6 separate regions of the Mus musculus genome follow, and regions 1, 2, 4, 5 and 6 are each linked to region 3. Evidence: chromatin contacts called from public Hi-C and promoter capture Hi-C data. All regions are on one chromosome and are shown on one strand. Each heading gives the region's core, a stretch centred on a gene start, on an enhancer-like site or on the middle of the called end of the contact. The rest is flanking DNA. Distances are from core to core; before and after follow the strand shown. Region 1 holds the start of Sde2 (SDE2 telomere maintenance homolog (S. pombe)). Region 2 holds the start of H3f3a (H3.3 histone A). Region 3 holds the start of Coq8a (coenzyme Q8A). Region 4 holds the start of 2900024J01Rik (a long non-coding RNA gene). Region 5 holds the start of Sccpdh (saccharopine dehydrogenase (putative)). Region 6 holds the start of Acbd3 (acyl-Coenzyme A binding domain containing 3).

Evidence for each region. Promoter capture Hi-C pulls out the DNA fragments that hold promoters and counts their contacts. A called contact is a pair of places that touch in the nucleus more often than the background predicts. Capture Hi-C pulls out chosen DNA fragments and counts their contacts.
Region 1: a Hi-C map of B cells shows a contact between it and region 3, with 11 read pairs. The contact joins the promoter of Sde2 here to the promoter of Coq8a in region 3. A contact is called at or near these places in 4 of 39 promoter capture datasets (hippocampal neurons, liver and pre-B cells), 1 of 484 Hi-C or Micro-C datasets (B cells) and 1 of 115 datasets of contacts at active chromatin or transcription factors (memory CD8 T cells).
Region 2: a contact with region 3 is called in a promoter capture Hi-C map of pancreatic islet. The contact joins the promoter of H3f3a here to the promoter of Coq8a in region 3. A contact is called at or near these places in 2 of 39 promoter capture datasets (the HPC-7 cell line and hippocampal neurons), 2 of 484 Hi-C or Micro-C datasets (B cells and cortical neurons), 1 of 115 datasets of contacts at active chromatin or transcription factors (memory CD8 T cells) and 2 of 9 other capture datasets (liver and pancreatic islet).
Region 4: a promoter capture Hi-C map of pre-B cells shows a contact between it and region 3, with 5 times the contacts expected there. The contact joins the promoter of 2900024J01Rik here to the promoter of Coq8a in region 3. A contact is called at or near these places in 11 of 39 promoter capture datasets (the 3T3-L1 cell line, 3T3-L1-derived adipocytes, the HPC-7 cell line and 6 more), 1 of 484 Hi-C or Micro-C datasets (the G1E-ER4 cell line), 4 of 115 datasets of contacts at active chromatin or transcription factors (bone marrow-derived macrophages, forebrain, memory CD8 T cells and 1 more) and 3 of 9 other capture datasets (adipose tissue, embryonic stem cells and liver).
Region 5: a contact with region 3 is called in a promoter capture Hi-C map of stem cell-derived epiblast-like cells, with 3 times the contacts expected there. The contact joins the promoter of Sccpdh here to the promoter of Coq8a in region 3. A contact is called at or near these places in 20 of 39 promoter capture datasets (the 3T3-L1 cell line, 3T3-L1-derived adipocytes, the HPC-7 cell line and 12 more) and 1 of 115 datasets of contacts at active chromatin or transcription factors (microglia).
Region 6: a contact with region 3 is called in a promoter capture Hi-C map of liver, with 4 times the contacts expected there. The contact joins the promoter of Acbd3 here to the promoter of Coq8a in region 3. A contact is called at or near these places in 2 of 39 promoter capture datasets (liver and pre-B cells).

What each region holds. Positions count from the first base shown.
Region 1 is chr1:180,847,827-180,852,765 of GRCm38.p6, reverse strand. Sde2 (SDE2 telomere maintenance homolog (S. pombe)) reads right to left here and starts at 1,615. Exons shown (of 7, transcript NM_145943.1): 1 at 1,474-1,615. The coding sequence starts at 1,593.
Region 2 is chr1:180,811,506-180,816,490 of GRCm38.p6, reverse strand. It overlaps H3f3a (H3.3 histone A), which reads left to right and starts at 2,886. Exons shown (of 4, transcript NM_008210.5): 1 at 2,886-3,020; 2 at 4,542-4,692. The coding sequence starts at 4,565.
Region 3 is chr1:180,194,067-180,198,535 of GRCm38.p6, reverse strand. It overlaps Coq8a (coenzyme Q8A), which reads left to right and starts at 2,516. Exons shown (of 15, transcript NM_023341.3): 1 at 2,516-2,663.
Region 4 is chr1:180,776,162-180,780,628 of GRCm38.p6, reverse strand. 2900024J01Rik (a long non-coding RNA gene) reads right to left here and starts at 2,668. Exons shown (of 3, transcript XR_373751.4): 1 at 2,570-2,668.
Region 5 is chr1:179,666,728-179,671,396 of GRCm38.p6, reverse strand. It overlaps Sccpdh (saccharopine dehydrogenase (putative)), which reads right to left and starts at 3,166. Exons shown (of 12, transcript NM_178653.3): 1 at 2,852-3,166; 2 at 702-814. The coding sequence starts at 3,041.
Region 6 is chr1:180,724,200-180,729,230 of GRCm38.p6, reverse strand. It overlaps Acbd3 (acyl-Coenzyme A binding domain containing 3), which reads right to left and starts at 3,188. Exons shown (of 8, transcript NM_133225.3): 1 at 2,853-3,188. The coding sequence starts at 3,129.

The DNA.
Region 1 (4,939 bases), core at 366-2,865, 660 kb before region 3:
CACCTTTACTGATGTCTGTTAAGGCTAATGATCAACAGGGCAGAGGTCTTCCTCTCTCAGCGAGAGATAAAACTTCTTCATGGATCAGAACCGTTTTGCTTTAAAAAGTATAGCTTGAACTTGAACTATCTTGATTTTTCCTATTTCATCAAACTGTCCTTAGTAAGCTGCTTGCACTCACATTTACTGTTGTTAAGTAACAGACAGACTCAAATGCTCTCTGATAACTGCTTCTGCTTACCTGTTCTCCAAACTCAATTCTATTGGGGGTTTTTTCTGGATGTCTGGACTCCCATAGTCCATGTACAGTGCCTCTGTTAAATCTAAGGACGAGGTGATAGGAGGCTGTTTTGCTTTCAAGCAGGGTTTCACATAGTCCAGGCTGCCCCAAAACCACTATAGAGACGTGGCTAAGAACCCCCAAACCTCTCAAGTGCTGAGATTAGAGGCATACACCACCAGGCCCAGCCTTATTTCTGTGTCCTTTCAAAAAAGTGTATTTCCAACACTCCTCATTGTTAAGATTCTATTGTTTATGGATCAATTTTAAGTTTAAAAATAAAACTTGAAAATTATTCTTCAAATACATTGAAAAGTCACCTGTTTTGGAAAGTATCTGAATTCGAATGGCTAAAAAAAGGTTCTGTTTTTCTTACTAGACCGCAGAATAGAGAAGAAAACAAAGGCTAGATGTGGTGGGACACACCAATAATCCCAGCCCTCCAGTATGTTCAGAACATCCTGGGCTACAAGGAAAGACTTTCTTGTCCTTGTTTTTTAAAGGACAAAGAAATTAGAAAATCACATATTCTTCTTGGAACTCATCCAAGTCTCTTTAGGAACAGATTTGGTATTTTAACATTTGTTATGTTTCTACATAACAAGCAGAGAAAACAGACTACAACGAAGGCGCAGTCATACAGAAAAACTGTTCTATACCAAACGCCCAGATTAAAATTAGACTCAGGGAACCCAGTAAACTCTTTAGATGATTGAAGAGGTTTGAGATTTCCTAGTCAGTATAAGCCTGCTTCTTTGGGAATTAAAGCTTAAAACTTTAGAAGCACTTAACCAGGGTTTTATATCCACATGGCAGAGTCTAAAGAGGCCCAAGAATATCTGTGAGTGATTGGCTCTGTCAGGATGACTCCATATCCTTCTCTAACCGTTCTTTGGCCTGGATGGGTGTCCTGAGGGTCGGTAAGAAAGCATATTCCTATCTATAATGTGAATGTAAGAAGAGAACCTTAAAGGTATCATTTGGGGGGATAAAAGAAACAGAACGAGAGTTTGTAGTCGAGGTTGGACAAAGCGCAGTAAATGGACGGAGATTCTCTTACGACGTGGGGACAAAACAACGACTGCCATAGACTAGCAGAGGAATGTCCCCATATTAGTCAGAAACACCCAACGACGAACCCAGCCTGGCTTGGTGATCTCTTTCCCCCATTTCCCGGGAACCGCCATCCTCACCTGTTCCTGGCAGTGTCGGTAGATCACATCGCGCACGGAGCACCCAACCGAGGCACACGGCAGCGCCTTCCACACGGTACCGGGGCCGCGAACCCACGCCACCACCGCAGCCTCCGCCATTTCGTCTGGTGACGGAACCTCTGGACTGCGACAGGCACTAGGCGACACAGCCATCCGGTCGCATCTCGATGACGGAAGGCCTCGTCTTCCAGCGCCCCGCCTCCCGGGTTTCCACCACTCACCCCCGCCTTTCCGGAAGGCGGTCACGTGGCCCGGCGTCACGCGAGCTGGCGTGGGGGAGGGGGACAGGAAAGGCCTGCCTGAGGCCGATAAGACCGCGGAGCGCTGGAGCTAGGCGTTGCTAGGGGCGGTTGCTAGGGCGGGGCTCAAGGGACTGGCTATAAAGGGCGAGCTCTGGGCGCGGTTGCTGCGCTTGGGCTACAGCGCTTTGGCTGGGGGTGATAAGCTGCCCGTGGCTCCGCCCAGCGCCGCAGGCCAGCGCGCCACTCCGGTTTGTGCAGCTATTTTTGGGATTGGGAGGGCTGTGTCCCAGGCAGCCACTGCTTCCCGGTGCTGCGGGGAGAAAAACGGCTTCCTCTACCCGCGAGGCCTCCCAGTCCTAGAGAACGGCCCCCAGTGGTCCCCAAACCGCAGCCCCGGCCTGCGTAGTTCCCTAGAGGTTTATGTTCATTTCCTGAACCCCCCTTCACGTTCCTTCCATCACGTTCGGCTCGTTCCTATTTTTGCATGTTTGCGCTCTGCGCTGTCCCCGCTTCAGCTGTGTTTTCAAAATATTTCACAGCAAATGGGCCCTTGTGAACGGCAGGGGCGGGAGTGACGTTTATAGCCATACTGCTTCCAAAAACCCCCGCTGTAACGTTCTTTCTGTGCCCTGGGAACACTCGCGCAGATTTTACAGAGAACAACTTTAAGGTTCGGGTGCTGAGGGAGGCCCTTAATATTTAATATGCTGAGATGATGTTGTCTCTGAAATACTAAACAATTTAAAAGCTGCTAGCATGAAGCTGGGAGGATTATCGGGAGGATAACTCAGTCTCCTGAACACAGATGCCCTGGCCCGCAGAGCCATATTCTCGGCTGTTAAGATGCAGGCCGATGGAACTAATCGCTGAGGAGAAAGCACAAAATCTTGAAATCCTTTAACTGTGAAAATGAACAAAAATAGGACTTGCAGTTCTGTGGAGTTATAGATCTGTTGGTGCACACAGGCGGGAAAGCGGGCCTCCATGAAGATTCCAGGAGATGAAGAATAATTACACAAAGCATGTTGTGCATAGAAGCAGTATTTTATGAGTGTTGTAGTAGTAACCCAGAGGCCTACAGGCGTCTCATCCGATACGTAAGCAGGACAAACTGGGAAGCATGTGACCTTCCAGACAAACTGGGAAGCATGTGACCTTCCATCTTTTCCCATTCTGTCCGTTAGCATGTGGTCCTAACTGCTAATTTATTTTTTTCACCTTTTGGGAATCAAATGACCATTTCAAGAGCCTGGCAGCTTCTTCTTCTGCAAGGAACCAGATCATGGTCAGTTTAGGGTTATGTAACATTTCTTTGTCAGAATAATGCTTTGTAAGCTGGAAAGTCCCAGAAGGATTCCCTTCTAACAAGAAAAGTCCACGTCATTTATTACAACTATCTACTACTGCTCTCCAAAAACCTAATGTCTGAATGAATTCACTCTTTACCCCTCGGTTATATTTAAATCTCTGTTATGAAGAAGACCCAAGCAACCAGCAAGCATTTGTCATTTAAAATACAAAATAACCATTATTAGCTTTTCAAGGACACAGACCTCTTGAGCAATCTATAATCTGTTAAACCTTCACAATGAGCTCCTTACACCGTGAAATACACAAAATAGATGTTACATAAATATTAGTTGGCTGTTTGATGGATTACAGTCTAACTTAATTATTCCTGGTGTGCATCTAAAGAAACATATTTTCCACTAACTTAGGACATTCTACTCGGAGGATACAGAAACCAATTTGAATTGGTACCTATAAATTCATTTAAATAGTGAGAGAGAGAATGAGACTTCAGAGTTGAAAGGCATGGCCAAGAACATGATATATACTAACTGAGGAAAGAGCTAGAAACAACTGGTTAGCTTGGCTGCTGGAGCTATGTTGTCATACCCAGTGCCCAGTGCTGTGGGGTGAGGCTTGTGAGTGATTGTGTAAAAAGAGAGCCACCTTCCCCCATCTCATGGTTTCAGATGAAGAAATGACAGGAAGGCACTTGTATGGTTGTGACAAGTTAATGGGGGGGGGGGGGAGGTGGGGAGCAGTTCCTCAATTGCCAAATCCATGCAGCTGTGCCCTGTGCTCCTAGGACCACACTTGGCGCTCGTTCAGATAAGCCACACTGGCTTTGTTCCTGCCTGTGTTCCCAAAAGAATGACTCCAGCTGTACATCTGCTTTTTAAGGACCGGTTCAGCTGCCAGGAGAGAGACACGATGGGATCCTGAGGCAATGTGGAGTGATTGTTCACTGCCAGGAAATGACAGCACGAGACAGTGTTTGTGTGGCAACCCATGACAGGGGCTTGACGGAGCCAAATGGCACGTTGTTCTGCTCGAGCCAGAAGCAGAGCAGGGTCCTGGCACTTCCCACAAACAAGAGTGAGGCTCCCAAAGCAGTGACTTCTCCAGGTTGTGTCCATGTGTGACTCGCCAGACACTCTTCTGTGTTTCCAGCCATGTTCAGGCTCAGCGGGAAGGAAATACTGTTAATACCATTTTCGTGACAAAAGGACAATGGGACAAGCTGACTCCTCCAGTGCCACAAATGCAAAACTGCCATCAATTCCCAAATTGGCAAGTGTTGTATTATAGGATGGCTTCAGCCCTAGAAACAATGAGGTCGGCTAGTGGGAATGAAAAAGAAAAAAACAAAAAACCGGCAGCTGGAGAAGAGCCTAGAAGTCCACACTAGCGGCGGATGTGTGGAAGGCGGAGCCTGGAGCAAGCCCCAAGATGTTTGGCTGTCAGGGAAAGCAAAACTCCACTCTCCTTCTCTTATTGGATGGAAAATCACAGGAACTAGCAAGGGTGAGGTGGAAACAGAGGTAGAAAAGGGCTGTGTTTAAACACTCATGGTGGGAAAGAGAGGGCAGAAAAGGAGCCCAGGAGAGGGCCGAGCCGCGATCCGAGGCTGAATAACGAACCCCGAGCCTCCCTCATTGTACTGCCAGCAAGCACCTCCTTCAGGGTGGATTCCATAGAGTTTACATTATAACAAATCTCTAGCTTACAAAAACATTCTTTATCATTGTTCTCACCAACACCATCAAGTGGCTTGTTTCCTGGAGAAATCTGAAGGCAGGCTAAGAGATAGGTAAAGATGCTTGTGACCAAGGTCCATCCCCCAGACTCACATGGTGGAGAGAGAAACCTGACCTCTGCTACAAGCTGTCCTCTGACCTCCACATGCATGCTGT
Region 2 (4,985 bases), core at 1,637-4,136, 620 kb before region 3:
GTGAGTTCCAGGACAACCAGGGCTACACAGAGAAACCTTGTCTCAAAAACAAAGAAAGAAATGAAAGAAAAAGGACTCCAACCCAATGTGTTAGTATGTATGCAGCGGGACAATGCTTCAGTAGAAGAAACAGGCAACAGTATTCCTAGAGTTTATATTCTTACTGGCAGGAAACAGACCATAAACAAACAACAGATTTAAATCAACACCTCAAAGAAAAGGGTGGTAAGTGCTCAGAAACATCTCCAACAGGCAGCAGTTTTTTGTGCTTAGTGAGCAAGAAGAATGAAGTGGCTGGCATTGTTTTTGACTTTTTGATATGGTCTTCCCATGTAGACTTAACAGGTTTGGGACACCGTCCGGAGAGCAGGCTAACCTCCTACTCCCAAAGGTCCTCCCGGGTCTGATTCTGAACTGCTAGGATTATAGGCATGCACCATCACATCTAGCTTTGCCAATTTATCCTATCCTTTCACTTATAAGCAAATCCTAATTAGCGGCCATAATTATCTTATTCTAGGCAAAGATTTTAACCTGATTTTAAGCTCTTGCTCCCCTCTTTCCATTACGATAAACTCCAAATGTTGAGGGGTGGCTGAGCTCCAGGAGTGGAGTCTGTCCTCTGGGGCTGTTGGCATGTGCCTTTAATCCCAGCACTTAGAAAGCAGGCAGATCCCTGGGAGGTGGGGGCCAGCCCGCTGGTCTACATGTCTACATGTCAGTTCCAGGCTAAACCAAGAGCTACACGGGGAGACTCTAAGACAACAAAAGACTAACCTCTGGTGCCCCTTAAGAATCCTTGAAAAGAAAAAGGCTTTTTCTCCCCCCCAGGAGCAGCTCTCCTAGCGGCGCCATGAATTGGAAATAAAGCCTGTTTCTATTAGCTACAGTCGTTTGCCATCCTCGGGGCTCCAAAGCATCCTGTCCCCTGGCCAAGTGCAGCTTCCCTGTGCAAGGCGATGCTTCTAGAGAAGGACTCAATCAGGGCTGGACCGGTACCGGTGCTGTTCACTGAAGCACTCCCAGTCTTCCAAAAATTGTTCGGAGCAGAATTGGCATGCCATATATATATATATATGGCATATATATATATATGGCAAATCTGGAAACTTCCTGATTACTAAGAGGATAACCAGTCATATTTCCAGAAAGAGCTTGCGGACTACCATCACACAAGTAACTACTATTTCCATGTCAGAGATGGGCAACTTCAGTCGGTTCACAGAACCCACAATCCACACGAAGTAGTTCACCAGACAAGGTCCTTCCATCCCTTAGAAACATCTGCTTAAAGCCAGGAAGAATGTATGAGGAAACCTAGCATACATAGATAGTACTATCTATGACAAGCTAACATTTCTTGAAGATATGACTGATTCAATTGATATGTAACAGCCTTCTTGGATAAATCCAGCAACAAATATTTTAGTTTCCTGAAAACAAAACACAAACAAGCAAGAGGGGAAAAAATGCTTCTTGGCTCAAATTATAGGAATTTTTCACTGGCAGCTCTGTGGAGGGTTTTTTGCATATGTGCATTTAGGGTAGTATCGCAGATTGCATGTGTTCATCAACACTTAACACTCATTAAATAATAATGAAACAGGAGGCCTGGGTTGTTGTTTTTTTTCCCTCTAGGGTCTGTTCCTCAGTTCAGTGACCTTGGCCAAATCCATTTCTTCTCTCATATCTGATTTCCACATATCTGTTTCAGGATAATGTTCATGATAAGACTGCTTTGAGAGGTCTTCAGATTACATGTATGCTACTGTCCTTCATCAGTACCCTACGGGACCTTTGTGACTCTTCTACCGAAAGCCTTCACCCAGAGTTGTGTAGCCTGGTCAATACCACCTGGGGACGGTTCAGATGTTTGTGGGTCACTTAATGAGAACTTGAGCTATGCAGTCTGTTGCCCAAGCTACTGGGCAGAAGGAAAGCGGGAAACAGCTTTTCCTTCTACCTGCCGTTTCAGCCTCCTGTGTCTGACATTAGACTCTTATGTCACGAGATTTCTGCAGCGCTCCTCCAAACAGCGAAGGGGTGGAAAGGCCTACTCTGCCTTAGACTGCTACAGCTGTGTTGCACATTGTCTCAGAGGCTTACAAAATAACAGCCATCTTGCACCAAGAACCGCGGCCTAGGAAGAGGGCGAGCCCTGTCCCTCGGCCCCGGTGCCACCACCTGCGACGCGCTGACAGTCTCCGCACTGCCCCGCAGGCTGCCCCTCCTCTCCCGGGGCTAGAGTCTGCGACCGACTTGTCCTCAGGCGACTTGGCCCGAGCCTCCGGACCGGCCCGCGCTCGGCGGGGAGCGAAGGCGGGAAGAGGCCCGCGGGTCCCCCGCCCCTGGCGCGCCGCGCGGTCCGAAAGTGGGCGCGGGACTGGGGCTTCCACTTTGCCAGCTAGCTTCCCGCTTGGGCGCGTTTTCAACTGGGGCGCGGCGACCGTACGGTCCCGGCCTTCTCCCCGCCCCCACACGGGCCGGGAACCTCGGGGGCGCGCGCGGGGGCGATGCCCCTCCCCCCGCAGGCCGGGCGCTGGTCCGCAGCCCGCGCCGCCCTCCCCGCCCCCACACCCCCCGCTGTGCACCCCAAAGCTGGGCTTCGGGGGCTCACTTAACGCCTGCGTCCGACGGGGAGGGAGTGTGGGCCGGGGACGGACTAGGGCAGACGGCCCCTCGGCGGGCCCCTCGGCGTGTCTTTTGTGTTTGTACACACCGCGAGAGGCGGCGGGAGGAATGGGCGGGCGGCGCGCGGGGGAGGAGCGAGCGCGCGCCAGCGAACGAGCGCGCGGGGGGAGGGGAGGGGCGGGGCGCGCGGGGGCCCTGGGCGGGGCCGAGCCTTCCCTCCATTGTGTGTGATTGGCTGGAGCGCGGCGCGGGGCGGGGCGGCGTGTGTAGGGGAAAGCCTCGGTGTCAGCCATCTTTCAATTGTGTTCGCAGCCTTCGCCGCGCCGCTGCCGCTCTCCAACGCCAGCGCCGCCTCTCGCTTGCCGAGCTCCAGCCGAAGGAGAAGGGGGGTAAGTTTCTCCGTTTGCCCGCCTTCCCGGAGCCGGGCTCCGCTCGCCGTCGGCCTCGTAGGGGCCCACGGAGGCACCCACAGTCCCCCCGGGCTCGACCCGCAAACTTTTTGGCGCAGAAATGGAGATGGGGAGCGAGTTTGCCTTCCGCGGGCGGTGGCGGCGGCGGCTCCCCGGTCTCTCCGTCTCAGCCCAGCAGTGGCACCGCCGCGGCGTCGAGCCTGTCTCCCTCCGGCGCCGCGGGCTCCTCTTTCTTCGGTGAAATCCCTCCCGCTGCCCCTTCCCGGGACCCCAGACCTTCACCATGTCCCGCGCGAGCCTCTTAACTGCCGCCTCCGGGTCCCAGGCCCCAGTTTTTCGGGCGCAAAGGGGGTAAAATCGCCGCCGCTTTCCACCCCGGGCTAACTCGCTTTTTGCTGCCTCTCCACAGTTGTGCCTGAGCTTCACCATCTTGTCTCTCTTCTCTGGTCACCGACCATATTTTTTTTCCCCCCGTTTCTCTCTTCCCCATTTTAAAATGGAAGGAAAAAATTTTAAGAACATTTTTTTGCCTTTTTTGGAGAAAAAGAAACGATGCTTATGAAATGCAGAAAACAAAAAAAAAGAACTTTTGCATTTTTGGAGAGCGGCACGTGGCAGGGGATGGGGTATTTTCGAACGATTTGCTGTTTGTCTCTCTGGAAGGGAATCGGATACGTTTCCAATTGTTTCCATTTTGTGCTAGTCTTCGGGAGCCGAGTCGCTCGTTGCCAGCGCGGGGTGCGGGGACCGAGACGGGCAGGTCCGGTACCCCGAACCTAGGGACCCAGGGGAGGCAGAACCAAAAGTTTATGTGGTGCTGGGTGGGCCGGGCGGCCGGTGTCGAGCGCTAATTAAGCCTGGGTGCGGGGCAGTCGGCTTCCATAGCGAAGCCCGGGAGGGGGACGGGCTTTGTGGAATGCTCACTGGCGATGGCTGTTGTTCTTGCATTTCGAGACGCCTTTTTGTCAACATAACTATAAAGAAACAAACCTCAAGAATGTTTTTAGATATTTACAGCAACCCAACTGCCAGGCGCGAGAGGGGGGCAGCAAACCGAGCGGGGGGGGGGCGCTGAAACCTTTTTCTTTCTTTTTTTTCTTTTTCTTTTTTTTTTTTTTGGCTGTAATTTGACTCGACCTTTCTGTGTTTGTGGCTTCGTTCATTTGACTTGTTTGTGATCGAATGTTTGCAGACGTTTCTAATTTCTACTTTAATTAAATGAATTGGATCGAAAGCCATGGTGGGGGGCGTCTCTCTGGTTTTGGCTGTTTTATCGCTCGGAAATAGCTTTATAAAGTATAAATGCTGACAATTTTCTAGTTTGTTTTAAATCATGTTTGGGCGATAGATGTAATCCGCGCCCTTCCAAACTAATTATATAACAGTCCCCCCCCCTCCCCCATACTGATTAATTTCCAGATTTGGGGGGGGGGGGTTCTGGCAGGAATACTGTTATGTTTTAGTTGAATCCGATATTTTTTGTTTTTTAAACACTGATAGGTAAGTAAGGAGGTGTCCTTACCATGGCTCGTACAAAGCAGACTGCCCGCAAATCCACCGGTGGTAAAGCACCCAGGAAACAACTGGCTACAAAAGCCGCTCGCAAGAGTGCGCCCTCTACTGGAGGGGTGAAGAAACCTCATCGTTACAGGTATTTCTAAAACGTCGAGCAGTGGGATAGTGTCTAAGCAGTATGTCCGTGTAATTTAACAGGAAGATAGTCATACTTTTTGCTATGGGGAAAAGATGTTTCTCTCTTTTGAATGATTATTACTACTTGAATATGTATGCATATGTTTGTGAACACATGTATCTTAGTATTCAGTTTGATAGATAACATTACATTTTGAAGCTGTAATCTGATCTAAAAGCCTAAAAAGTCATAGTATAGTCAACTAGTGCTCTTAACTGCTGAGCAATCTCTCCAGCCCTCTAGTATAGTCA
Region 3 (4,469 bases), core at 1,267-3,766:
CTCACACCAGCTGCATGGAGGTCTTGAAAACAACAACCTGCATCCCTGGGGCATCCAGGCTACCACCTCAGGGAGCAAAACGAAGCTGGGAATATGAAGCCTTCTCCTTACAAAACTGCCATCCTTTGACGACCTGGGGGTAAAAGGAGGGCCCCCTTAAAGAGTCCTCATTTTTACTTAAGCCTTAACCATCTTTAACTGTGTAGCTCAGCTGTCTTCCGTAGTTTGGGTAAACACAGACTAATCAAAATCTTGAAGTGACTGACATGTCCACATATGCTTGTGCTTGGGCCATGCTACGGTCAGGAAGAACTGGCGGAGGCCCTTAGCCTTCACCTCTGAGTGCCCCAGAGATTGTGCAAGCAGGAAGTTTAGGTTAAGGTAGAGTTGTCAACCTTTTGGCTGAGTGTTGAAGGCAGGCCCCAACAAGCAACCAGTGGTATGAGGCAGGTAACTTGCTGGTTCCAGGCATTTAGGAAAATCTGTGTCCATCCTCTTACCTGATCAGTAAGCCAAGTAGATGTGTTAATAGTCACACACATAATACACACACACACACACACACACACACACACACCCCACAGACTTCCCATATTAGTTTTGAAAAGTTACTAAACAACAATTATAAGGGCTCCTGGGGAGAATCTGATTTCCAAAGATGCCATGTTGTGTTAAGATAGCCAGATTTTAACAGCAGTACAAGACACACAGAGCTACAGTAATAAACACAGAGGAAATAAAAAAAGATCCTGGGCTAACTATCTAGGCAAAACCCTTAGATCATCTATTTCAAAAACATTCAAAGAACTGATCGGAAGCATGTCTAAAAAATAAACCAAGACAAAAGTAGGAGAATGATGTGCCCCAAAATAGAGACACAAGGAAACAATAAGAATAATAAGATGTGTTGGGGTTGAAACCCACGGTGAGTGAAGTGACTAGTTTACCTGTGGAGCCGAGCAGGCTGGGGAAAGACCACCCCTGGAAATAAGTCCATGGACATTATCCCAGCTTGGAAAAGAAGGAAAATGAATAGAGCGTCAACCCCAGGGACTAACACCAAGGATAGGAGTACAGACAGTGGGAGTCTTGGAGAAATAAGCCTGGGCAGAGAGACTCAAGAAATAATGGCAGAGCCCATCTCAGTTTTGATCAGACTAGCAATCTGCATGCTTAAAGCCTGTATTTTAAACAGAAAAGCCTTAGCTTTCTATAATGCAGCAAAATACTCAAGATAACCAACTTAGAAATAGGAAAGATTTATTTAGGCCTTGGTCCATTGGGCTGTGACTTTGGGGTCTCTCATGAAGCAGCAAGTCATGGTAGGATGGTGTAGTGGGCAGAGCTGCTCACCTCATGGTAGCTGTTGGCTTCTCATGGGAGCAGAGAAGGCTCCCAGGTCCTAATATTCCCTATAAAGTCACAACCTCAGTGATGTGACTTTCTTTCATCAGGCCATACTTCCTAAATGTTTGACAGCCTCCCTATGCCTACTTCCCTTTGGGACCAAAGTGGTCTTTGAGGAAAAAATATTCAAGATCCGAACTATCGAAGCCTTATTAGATTGATTTTGTGGAGAAGGATGGAAAAAGAAGTGGAGACAGTAAGCATAGAGAATACTTTCAGAGTTTTTGTTTTGTTTTGTTTGAAACATGGTCCAAATCATATCAATCTGTCGAAAAACGGAAAATAAACCATGGGAGAAGCGAGCGATTGTCTTAGGTTCGTTAGAGGGAAGCTGGCCTAGCATTGCTGGGCGAAAGGGCTGAGCTGGCACGGAAGCATCTTGGAAAGGCCCCAAGGCTAGGTATTTTCTCCCATTTGGTACAAAGGTGGCATGGACCTGTCGCAACCCTATCTTTTCTGGGTCAGCAGTCCCTTAGGGATGTTGTGGGTCAATGTTGTGTGTGTTGAGTGCACTCCTCAGGGCTGTTTTTCACCTTGGAAAAGGATTGTTTTTTTATTGGCGCTCATAATAAGCAAGCACAATTAGTCTAAATACAGAGCTGAAGGGTATAGAACTTTGGTGTCAGCGCCATAACACTTCCCTAGGCCAAGTGCTTTTGGAGGAACCCAGGCAGAAGCCTCATCACATGGCAAAAAACCAAACCAAACCAAACCAAACCAAAAAACCAACCCGGGCCTAGTCTAGGTCCTGGGGCGGGGGCCTGGGGGGTTCCTCTGTGGTCCCATCAAAACTTCTGAGGTCTTCCCGGCCCGACCCCTAGGAAGCTGAGCTAGCGTCGGTACCCAGGCGACCCTCACGTGGCTGCCAGGTGAACGCTTGTCAATCTTCAGAACGCAGGCGCAGAACAACTGCAGGCTTTTTTCCCTGCCCGGGAGAAAAGACAGCTAACAGGCAGATTAGGGACCGCGGCCTTCAAGGGCGGCCTCTCATTGGTTGCTTTTATTCCACCCTCAGTCCCTATTGGCTGTGAGCTGCGCACGCGGTAAGCACGCTCCCACTGCGTCCTGTGGCATCGGGGCAGCTAACAAACAGCGGCTCAGCCAATGGGAGGGCTCGGAGGCGGGGCAAGCGGAGCGCGGCGTGCGCACCCGGGCTAGAAGGTAAACAGAAGCGGAGAGTGTGCGGAGCGCTCGCAGCGGGGCGAGCGCGCGGAGGCGTTGCGTTGCGGACGGAGGAGCTACCTTCCTGCAGCCCGGTAAGGCTGTCGCCTGCCGGCCCGCTGCTAACCTCAGCACCCCGGGGTCCCTTCTTATACTTTCAAGTGACAGTGCGGCCTGCGTACGGTGCAGCCCTTTCCCGACCCGGGTCTGGCTCAGCGAGCAGAGGGTTGCTTGTGGCCTCTGCGTCGTCCACGCACGTGGCTGCCTTTCTCCCAATAATGTTCTGAACTCTCAGACCCTCGAACTGTGTGCTCTGGCTGCAGTTTGTGTCAGAACTACAACTTCTAAGCCCGAGCCAGCTGTTGGGTTTCACGGCTGGGGTGAAGTCTGGGAAGAAGTCCCTTCCTTGTTCCTTTTTCTTCGTTTCTTTTTGGTCCGTCCTCTTGTTTTTCCCAGACACTGATGGCCACACTACCAGTTTTGACAGCTCCTGCACTCTCTTGCACAGAAGCTGTCACATAACTCAACCAAGCCACCTTCAGAGTGTGAGGGGACAGAGGGAGAACGCTGTAGGGGCGGGTCTGGGTTCTGGGACCCTTCATTGGCTAGGCAGCCTGAAGGGGCAGAGGCTGTGTGCAGACATCCAATCTGGGTTGGGCTTGCAGCACTGTAGAAAATTGATTTAGGCTCACTTGGACTTGGTGTCTGTGGAACGGGACTCTGGAGCTGGGGTGTGTCAGGCCAACCTTCTTGCCGGAGGATTTGGACTAGTGATCATGACAGACATCCAGTTGTGCTGTGGCTGGCGGCCATGCTGGCAGGGAGGTTGTTGGGAAACATTTGGAGTGAGGAAGGCACTTCTGAGAAGAGGCTAGAGGGGTTTGTTGGCTTACAAGAGCAGTGTCTGTACGACTCCGAGGGTAGCTTTGGATGCTATATTTAGCCTTGTGAATAATGAAGACAGCTGAATTGTGACCACTTGTGGACCAGGTGACACAAAGCAAAAGCGAGGCAGGCAATCTGTGCATTCTCTGAGCTAATGAACCACCTGAGACAGAACTTCCCAACTCCAGACTATTAACATGTTGGACCTAATCTTGTTTACTGTGCCTGCTTATCTTATGCAGGGTGTGTAGCTGAATCCCTGGCTTGTACTACTAGACAAATAGTGACACCCCCACGGCCACCCAATCCCACCAATTGTGACAACTGAAAATGTCCCCTGACATTGCAAAATACCCCCAAGAGCAAATTTGGTTGAGAACTATGCAGGCAGGACTCTAGACAGGGTCACCCCATGCTGCCAGGACCTCTGTGCAACTTGCCCACAAGTAGTTGGGAAGTTTAAGACAGTGTTACAGTCACTGCTGTAAACAAATGGTGGAAGGCATTCGGTGGGGGCTTTAAAGGTGAAACCCTGAGTGCACTGGGTGGTAGGGGTGAAACATTCTGAGGGAGACTTGGCGGCTGAAACCCTGGGCCTTTGTGCCTGATGAATGTGACTAAGTAGGCACAAATTATGAAGATGTGGAAAACTGGTAGTTTCTGCCCCTAGGAACATTGGGAGCCTTGGCGGGTTAGCACAGGGAACCACCATAGGATGGTTCTTCAACGGTGAGCAAACAAGTGGGCGCTAAATGCTGGCTAAGAGACTTTCTGAGGGCGCACTGTTCTTATCCACGCAGTTTGCTTAGCCATGTGCGTGTGTTGTAATGTGGAAGGAGAGCATGCCTGTGTCTGCAGGGAGTGTCTGGCTGCACACCACACGTATACATGCACACACATGCAGGTGTTTCCGTGCAGTGTCTGCACACACGCAGTTTGCAGAATGCATTTGTTGTTGATTAGCACCAGAAACCATGGTCCAGTTCTTCTTTTGTGTAGAGTGAGAGGCTTTGCTT
Region 4 (4,467 bases), core at 1,419-3,918, 580 kb before region 3:
TCCTGACTCCTCTTGGAATGCTCCACCCTTCACTGCTCACTGGATTCCCTAATAGCCATCAAAAACAACTAAGCAGGACCAGGAGTGTGGGCAAAGTCACGGTGGCTAAGGAACAAAATGGTAATGCGTGATGTGAGCTGGAGGGCCAGGACACCTGAGCGGTCCGTGCAGACCGGTCAAAGCTCCCAGCGTGAACTTTGCTCGGCCTGATTCCTGGTTCTTCTGGGAGCTTGGTGCATCAAGCAATCATAGATGGGAGGCAATGATAACTTCAAAATGCAGAGAGGCAGTAAGCCTCTGGTCTCTGCACCTTGCTTCAGGGCATCTCTGGAGCCTAGAATGAGGAAGGGCCACTATCAGCTTGGTGTTCCTTTGGTCTTGGACTCTGTTAGGTTTAACAGGAAAGGAAAGATACACAAAGGCCCCTCCTTGGGGATCCCTGGGGCTAATAATGAGTAGTGAGAGAAACATCTCCGGAGTGCCTGGTCTCCTTCCACACCCAGTGACTCCTGTTCCTCGTGGCTTTGTATCTCATTTTACATGAAATCCTGGATTATATTCATGTGCATGTGCGAGTGCACACACACACACACACACACACACACCAGAATTCTTGTGAGCATCTGAGCGCCTGAAATATTCAGGAATCAGGGATAAATCAGAGCCCTTCTGTGGTCCCTGTGCCAGGCCTTGGAAACACATCACCGACCATCCCGGCTTCTTAGGAAGCGCAATCCCAGCACTCAGGAGGCAGAGGCAGGAGGATCTCTGTGAGTTTGAGGCTAGCCTGGTATACAGAGTTCCAGATCAGGTAGGGATACATAAAAAGACCTCCTCGCCTCAAAATAAAACAAAAACAAACAGGAAGGAGAGGAGGAGGAGGAGGAGTAGGAGGAGGAGGAGGACTTGTTGAAGATTTTCGAGTAGCTGACCCAGAGGATTCTATGCCCTCTTTAGCTTCCCTGGGCAGTAGGCATGCATGTAGTGTACAGACACATGAGCAACACACCCATACACTAAAATAAAATAAAATAAAATAAAATAAAATAAAATAAAATGAGTTTCTGACTCCAGGGAGCTGGACTTAGAGGCGACTATAAACCACCCAATGTGAAAGCCATTGAAAAAACAGATGTCTATACCCTAGTTGTTTCAGACAGAATAAAGATTTTCAAATAACTGAGTCAATAACCTGTTTTCAATTTAAATTAGTTAAATTTAAATTTTTTAGTTCCGACTGGGATGACAGCAACTCAGGAGACTGAGGCAGGCTGATCTTTCCATCGAGGCCAGCCTGATCTACAGAGAGTTTCAAGCTAGCTACACCTACGCATACTGTACCGTCACGCACTCCATAAGCAGAGGTGGCTGGCTGGTGGTTCCTTCAGGTGTTTTCCCCTGTCTCGCATCTCGCATGGAGACCTGTCTGACCAGTATCTGTTCCGCCCTACCCTTGGATGTCCAATGTGTGCATCAAACCCAGCATGCCCCAAACTGCCGTTCTGACTCCCACACCACCGGTGGAACCAGCAGGGCCAGTCTTCATCTTTGGGAGTGAGCCTGTGAGGCTGGCTTGCTCTTTCCCAACCACCCAGTCCCAACACTAAACACGTCTACACAGCTCTGTCCTGCTCCATCCTCTTCCTGCCTCTCCTCCCGTGAGCTTCCATGGCCATCTGCCCACATGTATGTTTCAATTCTGTCTTTTTTTTTTTTTTTTCAAGTTTTGGGAAAGAGGATTTTTGTGTTTGCTTTGTAGCGATAATTTGTTTGTTTAAGTCAAGGGCTCAGTACCTGGCTAACTTTACCTATGGGAGATCCTCTTCCCTCTGCCTCCAGAGTGCTGGAATTACAAGCTTCCCACCACATCGGCTTCAATAAATATTTTCAATGAATGATGACTTTCAGGTGGGAAAACACCTCCAACCAATCTAGAACAGGCGCCCTGTCCAGAGTTGTAAAAAAAAAAAAGGGTTTGGGAACTCCAGCCACCGTACGGGGAGTGAGCCTCCTGCGGAGGCACTGGGACCTGACTATCCGCAAGATGCAGGCATGGACTGACCACACAGCGCCCAAGCGGCCGGTGGGACGCTTCCTGATCCGTCCTCTCTTGGCGACTGGGAAAGAGAGAGGTGGCTTTGGCTACAACTGCTTCTGGGCCAGGTAATTCTAGAGAAAGGAATGACGCGCACCTATGGGCACCAGCTGCAGAGTTGTTTGGGTGCTCCTAAGTGACCAAAGGTCCCCGAAGCCCGATCCGGAGGAGGAGCTACGGCCGCTGCATACGGGCGGGGTGGCCCAGGGCGTGCGCGCTCCCGAGGAATGGCAATCGGGCGTCGCGGCTCCAACGCCTAATTTACCAAGGCGAGCCCAGCCCTGCCCTACGGTGTCTGTGACCTGCCCACCGAGTGGGTCCCCAACCAATGAACCTCAGCTCTCGTGAGCCACAGCTCCATGGGTCCCAAATGTCCCTGGCTCCTGTGGGTCCCAGGCTTCCCCGTCGCCTGCCCCGGCAGACAAGGAGGGGTCATTTACCGCGAAGACGAAAATCTTTCCAGGAAGTTTGTACCTATTAATATTGCTGTTCCTGGCAGCAGCTCTCCGCGCGGGGCGGGGGCAGGGCAGACCCTGCAGCTGCTTCTACCGCCTAGTGTCCGCCTCTGGCCCGGGACAAGGAGCGGAGGGCAGCTCTAGGTCCCCACGCCTACGGCGGGGGCAGGACCTGCTCGGATGCTCAAGGCGCCAGAGCCCAGCGGCTTGCCCGCGAGCAGCGCGCGGTGGGACCCGGAAGATCCCGAGGCCAAGGCGCAAACCAAGAGCTGGGACTCGGGAGGGGGAAGGGAGAGGGAAGAGAGGGATCCTTGCATCGGTTACCAGAGGCCGCTAGGCCGCGCCGTTCCCCCAAAAGAAAGCTGGTCCCGGAAGCAGGTATGCTCCTGCAGTGGGAGACCATGAGCCTCGGGGCCCTGGAGAGGTTGGGACCCTGGTTCTGACCTTGCTATGGTTTCACAGCCGCAAGGCGCTGCAGCAGAAATTTGATATTCGAAAGCTTGTGGCCTCCTCGCCACCACCTTGCAAGACTGTCTCCAGTCACAGACACAGACATTAGAGGTCGTAGTGTTGTTTTGTTACTCAGTGCAAGGCCTGGTGTGTACAACAGGATCTCTTAGAAAGAAGCACAGCTGTTTTCCTGCAGTAGCGGCCCCGGAACCACACGACCGGCAGCTCCAGCCCCAGACCACAGCTCGCTGGATTTTCAGAAGTTCCTTGGGCCAGAAGTGCCAGCCAGATCACTCTTTCTCTCAGGTCACATATGGTACATAAATCACTTTGCAAAAGAACCTTAATTTATGACTCTTTTGGGTGTTTATGTAGATAAGCAGTAATTTAGTCATCCCTGAAGTGGTGATCCCTGGACACCTCAAGTGTTAACTGTCCAGAGTATGAATTAAAGTCCCTGTGTCACACCGTCTCTTCCTCAGAATTCTAGAGTCCTCTGCAGGGTGCTCTGGTAATCATCTTCCTCCTCCTCCTCCTCCTCCTCCTCCTCCTCCTCCTCCTCCTCCTCCTCCTCCTCCTCCTCCTTCTTCTTTCCCGAGACAGGGTTTCTCTGTGTAGCCCTGGCTGTCCTGGAATTCACCCTGTAGACCAGGCTGGCCTCGAACTCAGAAATCCGCCTGCCTCTGCCTCCCAACGTGCTGGGATTAAAGGTGTGCACCACCACTGCCCCGCTCTGTTAATCTTCTTGCTCAGGATGACCAGGCCTATTCTGTGCAGGGACTCTGTCCAGCTCTGCGTGGAGGGCAGTGCCCACAAGTCACCAGTATTGAGACACGGAAGGACAGAGGTAAAGTATTTATTTCCTAATGTCCGCCTTCCAGCCTTCAGGGTCTCTTGGAAGCTCAGGGCCCATGTGGTTCTCCCAGATGGCTTGCACTAGCTTGACAGGGGACTGTGCCAGAATCTGGCGTCTTAAGGTAGGGTTCACCAACTAAATAGTTTTCCCTTAGCCCTTCCCCTTGGGGAAGTCGGGGGTGGGGATCCTCAAAGGCAAATCCAAAATGGAGTGTGAGACCCAACAGTGGTGGCCTCTCTTCTGCCTCCTCCGGATGCCTGATGTGGAGATCTCTCCTGGGCATTTCAGCCTCTCCCTGCAGACGCCAGCAGGAGATCCATTCTGGAAGCTTAAGCCCGCAAGCAGGGCTGCCTCTTCAGCTTCCAGCCTTGTCCAAAGCACTTGGCTTCTCGTTTCCTCCATACCCAGAAGGTACCACGAGAGGGAAAAGGTCCTGTGAGACTAATGCTCTGGATTCAGCTTGGGTGGGCCAGGCAACCCATCACCTTCCCTTTGGGCTGCAGAAACCTGTGAGGTTGCCTCGGGCAGATCCCTGGAACAAAGATTGGTAGCATCAGCTGTTTTACTGCAGAGCTAGGCACACAATCCTTGCTAAAAATAAACACAAAGGA
Region 5 (4,669 bases), core at 1,917-4,416, 530 kb after region 3:
CTGTTCTGCTTCATGTATTTAACTTATTATATTTCTATATACCCCACAAAAATGTAAACTCCATACATAATTTTCTGTTTATGATTGTCCCACTTGCCCAGAATAATGCACTTTACAATAAATGAATAAATAAGTTTGCTTTTAGCTTCTACCTCTTCTATCCTTTAAAATATCTACATAATGATACAAGAGTAAAGCAAAGAAGCTGGGACTGTAAATGCAAACGTTTAAAAATGTCAAATGACATGTATTTACTGTGTATGGGAGTGTACACACACACATGCATGCATGTACCCATGCTAAGGTGCAAGGGTACAGATCACAGGACACCTTTTGGGGACCAGTTCTCCCCTTCCACTGTATGGGTCTGAGAGACTGAACAAAACTTGTCGGGTTGCAGGGCAAATGCCTTTACCCACTGAACCATCTTTCTAGCTCATCAAACTTTTATTTTATTTTTACATTAGAGAGGGGGACACAGGGTAAGGGGTGCCAATCAGCACATTCTCTGAATAGGGTCTCAAAGACCTGTCACTACTTTGGAAGACTATCATATCAATGGAAAGACTTCCCTGTGGAGGGAAGGCCTTCAATCTGCCATCTGCCCTCCACCCGTGTGTCCCTCTGGACTGTAAAATACCAGATTTTGTTAGGAATGAATGGACTGTTTGTTCTGATACAAAGAAAGGCCGACTACTTACCGGTCCTACGCAGTTGAGGACAAGCTTTGCCTGTTTAGCCATTTCATCAAGTGAGGCTGGATTACTGATATCACAGATTATGACTCCAACTTCAGATGATAGTGATGGTCTTCCTAACGTTAAAAAACAGAATCACGTCATTCAAGTCCAAGTCAACGTGAGACCTCCTAGATCACCTGCCTATAGTGGTCAGTGATGGCAACCTTACACTGAAGACTTTCAACCATGAAACCTTTATAATCTGTTAATATGCTGAGTAGATGCCTGTTCTGACTTCCTTTCCATCAAGATGTCTCTATTACAAAAACAGCTCCTAAACAACTATATCTGACCCAATTATAGAGAGGAGGCCGAGGCCGTCAGCACTCGGCACCATGAGAATTAAAGAGGACTTGGAGGCCAATGCACTTTTTAGTAGTTTTAAAGAATTATTTTACTAAATTGTGTGTGTGCACATACGCACGTCAGTGCAGGTGCCCAAGGAGACCAGAGGTAGCAGATATTCCCTCAAGCTGGAGTTCCATGGGGCTGTCAGTCACCCAATGCAGCTGCTGGGATCCTCAGCAAGAGCAGTACATGTTCTAACTGCTGGGACACCTCGCCAGACCCGTGATTTCATTTTTAAGTAGTCCAGCCTATATAAAATCATCCAAGCTTATAAGGAAATAACTGGAACTAATTGACCCAATAGAGCCATGCAAGTCTCCACTGATTAAGGCACTCTCTGCAAAGCTGCCTAATTTGGGCAATGTAGATGGTAAGGAATTAGGTTATAATTATACAGCAGTGGTTCTCTGCCTTCCTAGTGCTGTGACCCTTTAATCCAGTTCCTCATGTTGTAGTGACCCCAACCATAAAAATTATTTTCGTTACTAATGTATAGCTGTAATTTTGTTACTGTTGTCAATCATAATCTAAGCATCTGTGTTTTCCGATGATCTTAGACAACCCCTATGAAACAGTCATTCGACCTTCAAGGGGTCTGCAATCCACAGGTCTCTGAGAACCACTGCTATACTCTCACTGAGGGAAAATAAAAGGAACAATGTATTTTAATAATGGCCTGTTTTCCAGAAAACAATAAATGTCCAAAACTTCTCTGTCAAGGTTCTGTGTGTTAGCAATGGCAGCACAAAACAAAAGGCTGTGTTCCCTTGCCCTGACAAGGCTCAGTGTGGAACCATAAAACTGAATAGAAAGAATGAAGAACAAGTATGACTTGTCCTGGGTGGAGATTTAGTTGCCAAACTCCAAGGCTATGGGGTTCTAAGTCGGGTGCTTCCCCAAAGCAAAAAGGTTGGGTGTGTGTGTGTGTGTGTGTGTGTACACGCAAGAGCACCCACGTGTCCCTCCTCACTCCCATGTGTGCATCACAACACTTAGGACAAGGCCTAGCATGGAAAATACTACTCAATCAACATGTTGACTAGAAGCTGAAAGAATAAGTAAACATCCAAAACTTAAAAAGAAAAAAAAAATTCCCACATTTTTATTAAGAATAAGACGACTGGAGTGGAGGGTGGGGGTGCGAAGAGGCAAGGGCATCAGTATGTCCAGGTCAGCCCACACTGCCTCAAGCAATTAAAGTGAGAACTGCAGGCGGATTTCGACAAGCAAAAACACAAACTGAAAACCAGAAAAACACACACACACAAAAAAGCAAGCAGCTAGCGGGGTAACTCAGAAGCACGGTGTATATGCTTACCACGTTCAGAAGTGCTGAGCTAAATCCGTATCACCAAGCCACAAAAATAGGTGCACTATAATATTGCTAGTACAACTCAGCTTTCTTAATTGTCCCCAAGAGACAAACTACAATGGACCTCCAAGAAATCCGTGTCTTATTTCCCTTTCCCACAAGTACAAGAACCCTTCAAACCCATCAGAACAACAGAGATGGACAGAGGAGCCACTGAAGTTCTGAACTCTCTCTCGACAGTGGAGATCCCCAAATTGGGAGGGAGAGAAAAGCCTTTTCTTCTTTTTTTCCTTTAATTTAGGAGCGGAACAAGGCCCGGCCCGGCTCGGCCAGGCGAGGCGTCCGGTCCTCCCGCAGGGCTCGATGCAGGCGCACGCTAGGGAGACGCCCCTCGGCGACCTGCGCCCAGCCCGGCCCGGCCCTGCCCACCCCGGCGACCCCGCCGTGTTACCCAGTTTCTGGGCAGCCTTCTCCAGCACTTGCTGCAGCTTCTCCTTGGAGCGACCCGCCACGGCCCAGGGCAGGCGGGAGCTCTGCTCCGAGGCTATCTGCTCCCGGGCCACCTCCTCCGTCACGAACTGGCCGGTGAAGCCAGAGGCGCCGAACACCACCAGGTGGAAAGGCCTCTGCTCCGTCGCCATGACGAGTCCACAGCGAGCTGCAGCCCGGGGCGGGCTGAGTCCACCGCGCCTGCGCCTCAGGCCGGGACCCCAGTACCGGGCGCAGCAACCGCCGCTGTCCTGGCCGCCGTCGGCGCGGCTACAGCGCCCGGCTCCCTTCGGCCCACGCGCGGGCCACGCCCACAGCCACGCCCACGCCTCCTCGCGACCAAGCTGCTGCGCCGCATCCCGGGCCACCGGCCGGTGCCGCGCCGCCACATCCGGCTCGGGCTGCACGTCCGCTTCGGTGGCTGACAGGAGCGGCCGACGGCCCATTGCTGCCCGCCGCCCGGCTACCCGCATCAATCTGGCCACCCGAATCATCGCGTCCTCTTGGTTCCCCTGAAGCAGAACCAGGGCGGGCCGGTTCTTCCCGCTTCTCTGGGGGGATTGCGAAAAGAGACGGCCGGGGGGTCGCCCACGCCGAGAACTGGAGCTTGGAAGTCGGTGGCGGAGGAGAAGCTTATTAGCAATAAGGAACGCTGGTGACCCGAGCTGAGAGCATTGGACTGACTGTCTGTCATCCAGCCTTTCTGATGGTGTCAGAGACCATTGCTTTGGGCTAGGCTTCCTTTAAAAAAATTTTTTAAATTATTTTTAAGTTTGTTTATGCGTCTGTATGTCTTGTCTGTGCACACGCCCGTGCCACAGGAGCCAGGGGACAACTAGTCTAGGGATCAAATGTCAGGATCAGCAGTAAGCACTTGTGCCTACTGAGCTATTCTCGGAGCTGCTACAGACCAAACCTAATCGTGTTCGTTGAGACTTATTGTAGAAAGCAGAATGTCCATGGGGGTGGGTACAGCAGCTAGGCCAGGGTATTTAGATGACCACTATCCCATGAAGCCTCTCATTTGCCTTAGTGATTTTTTTTTTTTTTTTCTGTAAATATCACTTGACTTGAATTCCGTTCTGGATTTCTTAGACCCAGCTCTGGTTTTCAGGGCTGCCCAAATTGCTGATTATTGTTGAGCGTTGTTTGTTTGTTTGTTTTCCTTTGTCTTAAGCTTGCTTAAAGTTTTGTTGTTGCTTTTGTTTCCAGACAGCTTCTCTGTGGCCTCAGAATCTGGGTCCTCCAGTGTCAGTCTCCTGAGTCTTTGAATTACAAGCCTTCCACCCCACTTCCCACCCCACTCCTTTTCTTTTGTTTTTTTGAGACAGTGTTTCTCTTTGTTAACTCTGGTGGCTGTCCTGGGACTCTCTTGGTAGACTAGGCCAGCCTCCAGCTCAGATCCACCAGCCTCTGCCTCCTGAGCACTGGACCAGCTTCCCCTGCTGTTTTTTGTTGTTGTTGTTTTGTTTTGTTTTGTTTTTAATGCTCTAGTTGGTTTTCTCTCACGATCAAGAAATTCTTGGGGAATGAAGAGATGGCTCCACAGTTAAGCACACTAGATGCTCTTCCAGAGAACTCAGGTTCGATTCCTAGCACCCACAAGGCAACTTACAGCCTTCTGTAACTCCAGTTCCAGGGGATCTGGTACTCTCTTCTGGCTTCCTCTGGTACCGGGTACTTACATGATGCACAGAAGTACACACAGGCAAAACACACACACACAAAACCAAACAAAAAGAAAATATCTGATAAATTAACTTGCAAAGAAGAAGAAGTT
Region 6 (5,031 bases), core at 1,939-4,438, 530 kb before region 3:
GTTGGGGAAGATGGCTCAGCATTTATTTGCTGTATAAGCACGAGGATGGGGCTGACGAGATGGCTCAGTGGTTAAGAGCACTGACTGCTCTTTCAAAGGTCCTGAGTTCAAATCTCAGCAACCACAGGTGGCTCACAACCACCCATAACGAGATCTGACGACAGCTACTGTGTACTTATGTATAATAATAAATCTTTGGGCCAGAGTGAACATGAACAGAGCAAGCAGAGGTACTAAAAACGCAATTCCTAACAACCACATGAAGGCTCACAACCATCTGTACAGCTACAATATACTCATATACATTAAATAAATAAATAAATAAATAAATCTTAAAAAAAAAAAAAAGCATGAGGACCTAATAAGTTCAGACCTCCTTTAAAAAAATAATCAAGACACATAAAATAGTGGATATCTCTAAACTCAGCCCTCTTACATAAAGAGAGGCTAGGACAAGAAAATCTCCACTCATGGCACATGGCTAGACTGGTGTACAAAGCAGCAAAGGAGATCCCTTCTCAAGGAGAACCACGCCCAAGGTTGTCCTGTGACTTCTACACAGAAAACGCACACATACACACCAGAAAAAACAAAGCAGCCTTGTTGGATCCACCCCGGGTTCTATTAATTCTGCTTTTATATGCTTTTCTCTCTTTGAATTAGTGCCTGATATACTTACAGCAGCCTCTCACTGTTATTGCCAAGTAATAATCCACACAGAAAAGTGCCTGAACAGCTTTGAGCATTTAGGAACTGAGCAAACTATCCCCATTGATGCACTTCCTTCTGTAAGGTGACTAATCAATATGGGTTCTCCAAAGACTCTTGCCACTCAGAAGGCAATTTAAAATAATCTGTTTAAATAATTAAATTTTAAATGTGAGTCCAGTGTTACATAATCCAGCTTCTCTATGTAGAGCTTGATTCTCGCAGTTAAATTTCTAGGAATTTATATAGCAACAATAATTTAGAATGAGGCTCCTGACCCACAATGCTAAATTTGCTGCCCGTTACACAATTTTTTAAGTTAGTTAATCAGTTTGTTTAGGTTTTTGTTAACTGTTGTTTTAAGACAGGCTCTTGCTATGTAGCTTTGGCTGTCCCAGAATTGTGCTGGCCTGGCTGGCCTCGAATTCACAGAGATCCACCTGCCTCTGCCTGCCTAGTTCTGGGATTAAGTGTGAGACACCATCTCAGTGTTTTCTTCTCTTTACGAAGATACTGCTATTTTCAAAATAGATGGGCTCAGATGAAATACCTCTCCACTCCCTTTGTTTCCCATGCAGCAAAATCAAAGATTAGAATAGAAGTTGGTTCTTTCTGGCTCTGGAGCCATATCTCATTGGTAAAGAATGCACAATGCTCTTCCCAAGGACCCTAGTTCAATTCTCAATACCCAAGTCAGGCAGTTCAGAACTTCCTGTGACTCCAGCCCCAGGAGATCCAACACTTCTGGTCTCCTGGGGGACCCACATTGACACTGATACATACACACTCACTCACTCACAAAAATTAAAAATTCTTAAAAAATAAAAAAGAGAGAGAGAGTTAAAGTTGGTTTGTCCCTGTTTCTTGCAGCTTATGTTATTAAAATGCAAGTTCCAAAAATTAACTTTTAAGGGCAAGCACTGCTATGTGAACTGTACAGAAACCAGTGGATTCGCATTTATTTACGACAAACTCTAAAATCAAATCGGCGACTCAAGAGTTAAAGTGATCCTAAACTCATTACCACACAGGAAAGGCTGAACTCCTCCAGCCATGGCAAAGAACAGCTCAAGGGTAAACTTTAAAATACTATGAATTTAGAGTAACCATTTATTGTTCTGGAAAGTTTCATAGAATCTCACCTAGTTTGCACAATGAAAGTTGATTTAAAAATAAAACTACCTTCACACGGGTCACTACAGTGAACAACTCAACTTTAGCTGGTGAACTAGGCAATCCGAAAGCCCTAACTCTGGGAAGCTTGTCATAAATATGGGGTTCTAGAATGCAGGTGGAACCTAGCAACCCCTTTAAAGTTTCATTTGCCCTTATCTTGCTTTGTTTTCCCACGCAAGAACCTAAATAGCCTTTAAGAATCAGACTATGAGTCAAGCTCTTTCCCACTGACCAAATCTTGTGACTGTTACCTCCAGTATTAACTAGAGAAGAAAAAAGGCAGGAAATCACCGCACATCACAATTTTGTTTTAAGAAACAGTAGAGAGAGAGAGAGAGAGAGAGAGAGAGAGAGAGAGAACGAGAACTTCGCGCTTTAGTCTTCATCATTCACTTCCATGGTAGAATTTCCTAGCCACTTAGAAGTTACTAGAACACAGTGGCCATCACTTACTCACTCAGGCAAAAGGGAATAAATGAACTTAGTATTTTACTTCATCCTTCGCCACATCCCTATCGCCTAATGATCATGTCCCACACACGCTCACGGTTTACAAGGCTAGAAAAGGGATGTGTGGGACCCAATACAATTTTCTTCCACTAAGATAGTTTTTTTTTCTCTCTTTAAAAATCGCTTCGATGTTGTCGTGAGCCGTGAAAAACCGATACATAACAAAAAGGCGAAATCCATCCCAGAATAGGAGCCCCGGGGAGCGCGCGCTCCTGTCCACTCTAGCTCGTGGAAACCAGAAAACTTAAACCAGGTGGAACGCCCCAGCAACTAGGCGACACGGGCTGCTAAACCAGGGTTCTAGGTCTCTCAGGGGTGTGACCAGGGGCCGGACCGGCAGTGACAAACTCTCGGTGCCACCAAGGACGGACCGGCGCTCCGGTCACCCCGGCCTAGCTCGGGTGGGTGGGGCAGGCATGGCCGGCCCGCAGTCCCGCAGGGGCGAGTGACCCGCTCACTTTTGTAGAAGCGCAGCGCCAGGCCGTAAAGCTCCTCCAGGCCAAAGCCCCAGTGCTGCTCCATCCGCCGCGCCTCCTCGGCCGCGCCCTCAGCCGCCGCCTCCCCGGGCTCCCGCTGCTGCCCCGAGGCGCCGGAGCCCAGTCCATTCCCCGGGGCCGAGGACGGCGGCGTCTGCGGCGGGGCCCCCTCCGCGCCGGGCCTCTCCTCCGAGTCCGGGCTCAGCGTGAGACCGTCGAGCGACACCTCGAGCTGCTCTACGTTCAGCTGCGCCGCCATCTCCGCTCGCAGCGCCTCCTCGGCGGGGACAGGCGGCGGCCACGTATCGACTTCCTGCTGACCTCTCACCTCCGCTCGCCGACACCGGAACTTCCGCCGCCAAGGCGGCTGGGGTTTGAAAGCGCCGGGTGCCCCGCCCCCGAGCGTGTGGGCCACGCCCTCCCGTGCCCTCGGCTTGCTGGGGACCTCACGCCCCTCTCGGAGAGAGGCTCACCCCACCGCCGTGGCCGTCCCAGGGAGCCGGGACGTCCCGTGGGGTTCGTGGCGGTCCGCGTTGGTCGGGGGTGTGTGAGGTGAACCCCAAGCAGCGGTGTTGGGGGTGGCTGCTGGTCGCGTCCGACCCTGCAGGGGACAACTGCAGAGACATCTGTGCAGAGTCGCTGTTGGGAAGTTGCAGGCCAGTTACGGAGTCTCTTGCAACTGCCAGACGGTCAGAGCAACTGCCGTCTTCATTTTAAAGTAGAAATCAGGCTTTCGTCCCCTGCAGTGTTTGTCCTCTCCCTTAATTTATGTTCGTTCTCCTAAGGGAGGGAACGGTTGACTATTTTATTTTTTGCTATGTAGCTCAGGCTGACTTTGAACTCACTCGTTAGCTCAGGTTGCCCTTGGTCCTCCTGCCTTAATCTCCCGAGGGCTTTGACTACATGTGCAAGCCATCAGGACTAGCAATAAGGACAGCATGAGGCCAATTCAGCTATCCATGCCACGAAAGTGTAGGACCAGAAGACAGAATCTCTGCAGTGTCGGGTATAAGAAAGTAGGAGGTAGTTAAGGAGAAACAGCCAGAGTACATAGCACTCTCCTTTCTGTTTGCTTTTGTTTTTTTTGAGACATGGTTGTAAGCTACATAGCCCTGGCTGTCCTGTCACTATGAAGGTCAGACCAGACTAGCCTCAAACTCATAGAAACCCACCTCCCTCTGTTCTCGAGTGCTGTATTCTGGGATTTTTGGTTCCGTAGCAGAGTCTTCCAATTCATTAAAAGTGAAAAATTGTAAGATTTTCATGCATACACTGGGCAAGCACTCCAGCTTAGGGCTCTTTCATTGAGCTGAATGAATGGATGAAAGCACACTTCAATTACATACAGTATCAGTTCAGCTCAACATGATTTAAGGACTACCTTGTATATCATATACTATGGAAAATACAAAGGACAGTAGTCGTGTCCTACCCCTCGGCATCATGGTCCAGGAGGTGAGTCCGTGCCAGAGCACAATAGTATGGCCAGGCTGCTGGAAGGTACCTTCTGCCTCAGCACCTGTGAGCGGGTTCCCTAGCTTCTGTTTCCTCTTGGTTTGTTGAAAACACTGGAGTCATGAAACTATGTGTTAATATGTGTTTCAAGAGGCTGTGACATCACCAGAGAGCCTACTAACCCATCTTGAAGTTTCTGTCACCTCTGTATAGTGTCAACATGGGACCCAAGACTTCAATACATGGCCTTTGGGGGGCATTCCATTCCCAAAGTACAGTAGTGTGTAAAGCAAAATGTAAAGGAGTTGGGGAGGATTGCACACCTGTAATCCCAGTGCTTGGGAGGCAGAGGCAGGCAGATCTTTGAGTTCAAAGCCAGCCTGATCTATAAAATGAGTTCCAGAACAGCAGGGCTGCACAGAGGAACCTGTCTTGAAACAAAACAAAACAAAACAAAACAAAACAAAACAAAACAAAACAAAAAATCAGAAAGGCTTTGCTGGCTGGTAGTTTTTAATAAAATGTGACCACCATTATGTGCAACATTAAAATATACAAGAGCCCTTACCCTAAGGGGAGCTCACAGGGTAGAGTGTGTCCCTGGAGTTGACTAGAACAATTGGTATCTACTTTAAATCTGAACTGTTTGGTAGCCTGTTAAAATCTGGAATTTTAATGTCATATCATCAGGTTTCTGGCTTACCTT